Regions from separate parts of the Mus musculus genome. Here region 1 is linked to region 2. Evidence: chromatin contacts called from public Hi-C data. All regions are on one chromosome and are shown on one strand. The core of a region is the stretch at or near the end of the contact, and the rest is flanking DNA. Distances in the headings are between cores, read along the strand shown.

Region 1 (4,276 bases), core at 1,557-4,056, 440 kb before region 2:
CCATATGATAGAATGAGAGAACTGACTCACACGAATTGTCCTCTGACTTCGGTCCCCCAGCCCCACATGATAGAACGAAAGAACTGACTCACACGAATTGTCCTCTGACTTCCACACACGTGCTGTGGCATGTGGGTGTCCCTCTGCCAACACTCCTTGTCTGAGAGAAACTCAGTTTTCCATTTCCAAATCAGTGTTTAGCAAAAATTCTTAAAAGCCCTTTCCTCCAAGCAAATGGAAACTTGAGACATGGTTCATGGAAGCAAAGTGTGTGTGTGTGTGTGTTTGTGTGTGTATTTGCATGCTTACACTAGAATTTGAACCCTGGAAACAAAGTATGTGAATGTGTGTTTGTGTTCGTATGTGAATGTGTGCGTATGTGTGTGTATGTGTGTGTGAATGTGTGTGTTTGTGTGTGTGTGAGTGTGTGAATGTGTGTTTGAATGTGTATGTGTGTGTATGTGTGTGTGTTTGAGTGTGTGAATGTGTGTGTGTGTGTGTGTGTGTGTGTGTATGTGTGTGTGTGTGTGTGTGTGTGTGTGTGTGTGTGTGTGTTTGCATGCTTACACTAGAACTTGCATACCGGGGTTTCTGCATATGCTCTCCCATGGATCTCTTCCCCACCTGAGGAATGCAGTCCTTGTTTTACTTATTATGCAAGTTTCCCTTGAAGCACATCTCAAGCTTGCATTCGGTTGGAGGAGGGGGAGGGTCTCTTAAGGACTTTTGCTGAACATTGATTTGTGAATGAAAGACACAGCTGAGCTTTTAGATAGGGAGTTAAGAATCTCGAAAGGCAAAATGAACAATCATGGCAAACCAATCGTGGTTTTATGCAACAATGGGGAGTAATATTTTGAAGTTCTGTTCTTCCTTTTTACTGCAGGCTGCGGCCAGGAACTCAGCATTAGCATTTCCATGCAATCGGTGGGTGGTGTTGCTTATCTTCTTAGTTATGTAATCCTCATTACTCATTAGGATGTGGTGTTCTAGCCTTGAAGCCTCAGACATTTCTCAGGCAACGTAATGATCTGTGCTTCTCAGGACTCTCATTGGCAAGCTTACTAAAAACCATTTCATGTCCACACAGCTTTACAAAAGATGTCCAGGCTGCTTTCTCTGTGTTGTGTTACACATTTTTTTCCCCTTTCAGTTTTGGTAGGTTCAATAGCAAAGGACCTGATGGTTTGGAAAATGTAGGTTAGCATACCACTGAGGAAAGTCCCTTGCTGAAACACAGTAGACAGAAAGCAGGAAGTCAGCGGTGGCCGGCACAGATTGCTGCTGAGAATTCTCATTGCTGGCCCAGCCCCGCTCCAAAGGACTGGTGGCTGAATAGCGAGGAAGGATGGAACTGTTGATCTTTTCCTTGGGTTTCTAGATTAGGATAATTGTTATTAAAGCAACACTTGTTGCTCATGGCACCCTCCTGATGAGTCCATGGTGTGTGTGTGTGTGTGTGTGTGTGTGTGTGTGTGTGTGTGTGTGTGTATGCACGTAAACATGACTGTGTATGTTGATCCTCTGGTGTGTCTACCTTGTTTTATTTTTATTTTTATTTTTTTATTTTTCTCATTGGTCTGGGCCTCACCAAGTAGTCTCCGCTGGCTAGCGAGCCCCAGAAATCCTCCTCCCTCATCTCCTCAGTGCTGGGGCTACAAGGATTGGTCATTACACTTAACTTGTATTTATTTATTTATTTTTTGGTCTTCATGCAAGTCTCCCAACTGGAGCAGGGACAGTTCCTAAGTCCTGCCCATGGATCCCATTCTCCTAACTGGGCTGCCTTTTGGGAGAGGATTCGCCAGCCCGGCAGAAACTTGATGTGTCAGGGCTGGGGGATAATGGGCGGGGATGGGAGTTCTACCTTCTCAAAGGAGAAGGGAAGTGGGGATGGAGGGAGACACTGTGTGTGTGGAGGGGTGGGGGAAGGAGGAGGAGAAGGAGAAGGAGGAGGAGAGCATCAATTGTGCTGCAAGGTGAATACACAAATTAATTGATGGGAAAAACAGAACAGAACCTGCATTCTGGAAGGGAGGCAGTTTACTCGCTGAGTTCTAGTTCTCTCCCAAGGCCAGTAGTACAGCTTTGTGCTATGCCTGCTCATGTATATAGGCAAGCAAGTGATGCCTAGCTTGGGCTCTGGATGGATGGATGGATGGATGGATGGATGGATGGATGGATGGATAATACAAACTGTTTTATAACGGGAACTTGTAGATGTGAAGTCTGGCTCTCTCAGTCACCAGCTGCCTGACGGTATCTGTCAATTACCTTTCTTATCACGATGAGAAAAATACCCGGGAGAAAGGATTTAAGGACAGAGAGGTTTTTCTTGGCTCATGAGCTGGAATCATGGAGGAGGAGGTGTGTTAAAGTGACTCTGTGGTACCATGTGACATGTACATGTGGGATCATGTGACATGTACATGTGGGACCATGGGACAGAGGAGGTTCTCACACACGAGCGAGACCAGGAATCAGAGAACAGGACCACAGCTGGAGGTGGAACACAACCTTCAAAGGTGTGCTCTTAGAGACCTAAATCTGCCAGCCGGGCCACATGTCCCAAAGGTTCCACAAACTTGCCTAACAGCAGCACTAGCTCATGTTCAAGCACAACCTTATGAGGGACATTGCTGATGGAAACTGATACCCTAGAAGCTCGGCCTTCGGCTGTGGTTTCCTGATGGCTTAGATCTGGGCTCTTCACTGTTAGCATGCTCTGCTCTGCAGTACAGTAAAGATTTACAGTAGTTCACAAGCCAGGGTCTACACTGCTCGTAACCTTCTTCAGTCACTGGATTTGTCAGAATTTCCAGCATCTCAGGGGCTGAGACTAGTTTAGTCAACTTTCTGCTGCAATGAGCCACATCACTAACCCCAGCTCTTTCCTCCTTTAGGGGGCTGTACCTCACCCATTGCTCAAATAACCTCAGACCTGGATAGGGCAAGGAGGGGGCAGAGTCATGTAGCACTTTAATCCCCCTGTACTGAGAGACAGAGGCAGGTAGATCTCTGTGAGTTTGATGCCAGTCTGATCTGTTTCTAGTTCCAGCCAAGTCAGGGCTACACAGTGAGACCTTGTCTCAACAAACAGACAAACAGACCAAACTCAGACAGTAAAAGTATGAATGGCTGGGGATGTAGCTCAGTGGATCTGGATGCCAGGATCTTGGAATTGATTTCCTGAAGTGCCCCAAATAAACAAACATACAAAATAGATCATACAATAAGAGTAACTTAAATTTTTTATGAAGCACTTATTATGTTTCAAGCTTTTATTTAGTCCCACAATTATGTTGTCATTATCATTAACCACACCTAAGCTAAGGAGGGCTGCCATTTGCATAAAGTTACCAGAAAGCATCATAGCGGGAACTCCTGCCCCCAACTCTAAAACCGGTGAAGAGTCTTGGCCTGGGCTACTTCTAACTTTCCTTTCTCTGTAATTCTGTGTCTGTGTTGCCACTGCACCTCTCTCTAGTGTGTCTTAGACTCTGTATTCCAGGTCCACTAATTTTAAAGCCACACCAGCATCATTATTTTCTGGCAGGGCAAATATGTAGACACTTGCTTGTTGAGTCTGGATGTGAGCTAGATGTCACAATTCAGGATTCCCTCCAAGGTTGAGGACCACGGTGTTATCACTTACTTTATATTCAGGATGACTTGTGGAGTCAACTCTATCATCACCATCAGCACGATCATTGTCATCATGATCACCATCACCATCGTTACTTGAGATAGACTCTTACTTTGTTGACCATGCTACCCCTGAACTCATAATCCTGCTGTAGCCTCAATGCCACAACTCTGGGTTAGCTTTTTCATTAACTAATATCTTACAAGTGATGAAACCGAGGCAAAGAGCTATTATTCAATTACAAAGTCAGGGTCAAATGGAAACTTTGGTGGGCATGGAGGTATACAGTTGCAATCTGAGCTCTCCAGGAGGTGGAGGCAGGAGGACTGCTGCAAGTTTGTGGCTAGCCTCTTCTATAACAGAGAGTTCCAGGCTAGTCAGGGCTGCATAGAGATCTTGTCACAAATGACCGCACATCCAAGCCTTATCCACAAACCAAGTGTTAGCTTCTGTCAGTACTAAATACTTATTAAAAATTAATTAAATGAATGAATCACAACATGACTGAGACCTGTTTGGTTCTTAGGCTTGCAAAATGCATGGGATCAGATGGCTGGTATGTAAACCAGCTGTGTCTGTGGACCTTTCTCGCTCACAAAGCCCAGATGGTACAAGAGAATTCAGAGCAAC
Region 2 (4,203 bases), core at 1,349-3,848:
TTCCGAGACAGGAATTCTCTGTATAGCCCTGGCTGTCCTGGGCTGGTTGGCCTCGAACTCAGAAATCCTCCTGCCTCTGCTTCCCAAGTGCTGGGATTAAAGGTGTGCACCACCTCGCCTGGCTGAAATCCTGTTTGTATGTTATTATTTTATGTATGTAGATTATATATATATATCATATATATATATGACAGTGTAAAGGCCCAGGACTCTATCATCTAAGGGAAGAATAAAGGGAAGAAAAGAAAAAGACAAATATAAGGATTCTGGAGAAAGACATAGAGACAGGTCAGGAGTGTGTTAAATTTGTAGACATTTCCTCTCCTGATCTCCATCTTTAGAGGCACTGTGTGAAGTCTTTACAGTTTTAAATACTAGAGTCAGGAGTTGAATTCAGGTTGGACATTTAACCCAGGATAATCCTAACATGTAGAATTATTGAGAGAGGCCCCACATTAAGACTTGGATGTGAATATTCAATGTAGTTCACAAAGATCCTCCTTCCTAGGTCTGGTTTTTAATCCCCAGTAAGGAAGCCAAGGAGACAGAGAGTAGAAGAGTACATTGGCCAAGCTGATCAAGTTTCATGCTTAAACTCTGATGATTTGGTGGAAGAATGAGATGGTTCTTGTTAAAGGGGTCCCATTTGTGTCTATGAAGGAAGCTGGCCTAAGGTGACTCCATGAAACAGTTTTGACTACTTTGTTGGAGAGAGACCTTATCTCCTGGGAAGATGTTTACAGTGCAGAAACGCATCTTCCCTTCCCCATATGAGAATGCTGGAGATAGAAACTTGATTGAAGCTGAACTAGTTCATAAAAAAGAGCAGGTAGCTGCAAAGTTTGGTCTCTTCATCATTGTTCAAGTGGCTCTTTCCAACATCGGAAGATGGACAGAAAAACCAATAGTGACACAAAAATGAGGTCGGCAAGCCTCATCCTGGAAAATCCTCCTTGGCAGCGACATGCTTCCTCTTGAGTCACCTATAGAGCCCTTTGCAAGGACTTATGAAGTATCGAGCCATTTCTAAGCTGTTTGTGTCTCTCTAATTTTCAAGTTTCTGTTTGAAAATAGCTCCCTAAAAGTAGCTAATGTAGAACTTGACTTGATTAAAGACATTCTACTAGGAATGAGCTAAAATTAAAAAAGTATATATGTGTTTAATTTCAATTTAAATTAATAGCCAAATATTATTTAATATGGGTGTTACTATAATGCTCAACAATTTAATTTTAAAATGAGTATTAAAGCGTCTCCTTCCTAATGTTTTTTACAATGCAATTAAAAAATGAATTCACTTAGCTATAATGTGCATATATATATTCTTTGGTATAATTATGTATATATGCCACAGTTAGCCATTTATAGAATTAACTATGCATAATTTTGTAGATTTAACCACATACAAACATAATATTTAAAAGTCTTATTAATATTAAATATTTACATAAATCTCTGTATTCATTAATATTAAAGTGACTACAAAGGCAAACAGTGGATATGTTGTTTTCCGTTTAGCCTTTGTTGTATTTCAAGGAGATATATTTAAAAGATTTGTTTAATTTAAAATACCCTAGTAAAGTTACTTATTAAAATATAGTACATTGGTTTGTTTGATAAAGAATGATGCAATTTAAAGAAATACTAGCTCACTATGTCCTAATGACAACCATAATTAGAAATGTCTGTCTCTGAATTTCACAAGAATAGAAGAAAAGTTGTTGTTCAGCCAGAGCCAAAAGCATACTCCCCACCGCATCTGAGTAATTTAAACCCAGGCTGAGTTGGGAAAAGGACAGGTGTAATTGGCCTAGTCTCTGCTACTTCCAGCCTTACAATTACCATAATAAGGTTGTCTATAGAGAGGTCAGAAGCTAACGGCCAGTTTGGCTGCATCCTTCTAAGACTGTCATCAGCTAAAGAACAAGGAGTCCATTCGGTCAGGAGGAAAAGCTAAATAGTTATTGATAATTGGCCTAGTGACAGGATGATCTGCCAGAAGGTAAGAGACAGAGGGAGGGAGGAGCAGTGAAAGACAAGGTAACAGCAATGACAATGTAATAATATAGGATGAGTGACTTCAGTGAATTTATAATCACATTGTAAATAAGGCTGGGGGAAGGGCTGTTAGCTATCTAAAGCATTGTGTATTGATGCTAAGGGCAACAAGAGAAATAGCTAAGTACCTCTAAGCAGTCCATGAAGAAATAGAGACAAGTACCTGGACCTAGTTATCTAGATTTATCCCAATGATTCTGGTCATTATGCAGATATCTGTGGAAGAGAAAACTCTCCCAGATGATAACATGTGTAGAAGCAATAGCGTTTAATAATGGACCATTCTGGGGGAGTGTGCTTAGAACACCAGTCAACAGAACTCTTTCCAGCTCAGAGTATTTTGTTGTAAGAATTAGCACTGGTGGCACTGGAAGAAAATGAGAAGTTTCACACAGCAAGCTTGATTCCCAAGGATGGGCTCTTGCAGATTTGACTCTCATTCTATCTGTTTTGCAGCTGCTGGGGTCTCTATAGTCTGAACTAAGAGCCTGCTAATTATATGCCCTTCCTATACATTTCCCTGCAGATTACAACATCTAATTCCTCCAGCTCAGGCCCCTTGATCAGATCAAAGCTTGAAGGGTCCTTTACTGAGGTGTCGTCACCCACTATGTAACCTCTCTTTCCCACTGAGAGTGCATTTCAGGATCATCCCACATGATCCTCATTTTTGGGTAACCTCATAGGAGTCTCCCCAAGCATTTTATACAAGACAACAGCTTCACCTTATCTGCAGTTTGGCTTTCCATTACCTGTGGTCAGCTTCAGTCTTAAAATTTTCAGTGGAAAATTCCAGAAATAACTTGTGAGTTTAAACTGCACGCCTTTCTGAGTAGCGTGATAAAAATCTGACTTTGTTGCATATGCAACCTGCTCATTGGTGACTGAGCAACCACTTGGGTTATCAGATCAGCCAGGACTATATCACAGTACTTGTCTTCCAGTAACCTTTTCATGGTACCCAAACTTGGGCAATTACAGCATTGACAGTTTAGGATATGCTAAAGGGACACTATAAGGTACCTGTCATAAGAGAAATGGTGTAAGTATAGTAAGACATTTGACAGAAGAGACACCACATTCACATAAAGTTCCATACTAAGGATACTTTAGTATGTTTTTTTTTTCTGTTTTTTTTTTTTTGCAGTTAAGCTCCAATGATGATACCTAGCATATAAAATAATTTCTATAACAAGGATATATGTAGAATAAAATATTATGTATTACATAGGAAGTTTTGGCTAATAATGGGTTACATATGTAAAGGTGGTCTCATGAAATTATATTCTCTAGTGGGGTTGTAACTCATTTAGTTTAAGTATACTTTATGATGTCCCTACAGCAAATGAACAACCAACTGATCCATTTTTTCAGAATCTATGACTATGATTTAATGATGCATGGATATCTAGAGCTGGACATTGCCCAGAGATTCAATGGAGGTTTTGAAACATACACATTACAGATAAGGGAGTATTGCCATATTTTTTTATGATAAATGGTGTCTACAGAGATAATTCTAGTACATCATAGGTAGTATGCCATACATCTATATGCATATCTATGTATATGAACATAAAATTGCATATATTTATACATGCTATGCCTACATACAGTCCTATGTGAGAGAAAGAAGAGGCACTTAGCACATCCATGCATGTAGATGGATGATGGTGAGACCTGCCTGATGGGAGCATGAGGTGAGAGACAAATTAATTAATTTGAGCATCAATGCATGATTAATTAATTAATTAGGGATGAAGTTTTGGAAGAGATTAGAAACTTGAGCAAAAAAGATAACATAATGTAGATAAAAATGTGAGAAGGTAGGAAAAAGTAGAGGAGAATATAAGGGAGACAAAAGAGTTGTATCATAAAGAAATTCATGAAGCACATTTAAACTTGAAACTTGACCAAAGATTTGCAAGATATCAATGATATGGGAATGCTACAGTGCATGTGTACTCTCTGTGTGTAAATATGTATAACTGTTAGCTTTAGAATGGTAGAAAGAAAGAAAGAGAGAGAGAGAGAGAGAGAGAGAGAGAGAGAGAGAGAGAAAGAAAGAAAGAAAGAAAGAAAGAAAGAAAGAAAGAAAGACAGAAAGAAAGAAGGAAAGAGGAGGGAAAGGGAAAGGGGGTGGAG

The links. Hi-C and Micro-C count contacts between places; a contact is called where the count stands out from the background.
Region 1: a contact with region 2 is called in a Hi-C map of group 2 innate lymphoid cells, with 1.7 times the contacts expected there. The contact joins two enhancer-like sites. A contact is called at or near these places in 2 of 484 Hi-C or Micro-C datasets (the HPC-7 cell line and group 2 innate lymphoid cells).

Annotation. Positions count from the first base shown.
Region 1 is chr2:9,746,986-9,751,261 of GRCm38.p6, reverse strand. No RefSeq gene overlaps it. Among named protein-coding and RNA genes, the nearest start is that of Gata3, 130 kb to the left of the region's middle. Within about 2 kb of position 2,806, at least 27 of the 459 cell types and tissues checked have an H3K27ac peak or open chromatin away from gene starts, as enhancers often do. A contact at or near this core is called in group 2 innate lymphoid cells, where this site is marked.
Region 2 is chr2:9,303,861-9,308,063 of GRCm38.p6, reverse strand. No RefSeq gene overlaps it. Among named protein-coding and RNA genes, the nearest start is that of Gm13219, 46 kb to the left of the region's middle. Within about 2 kb of position 2,598, at least 2 of the 459 cell types and tissues checked have an H3K27ac peak or open chromatin away from gene starts, as enhancers often do. A contact at or near this core is called in group 2 innate lymphoid cells, where this site is marked.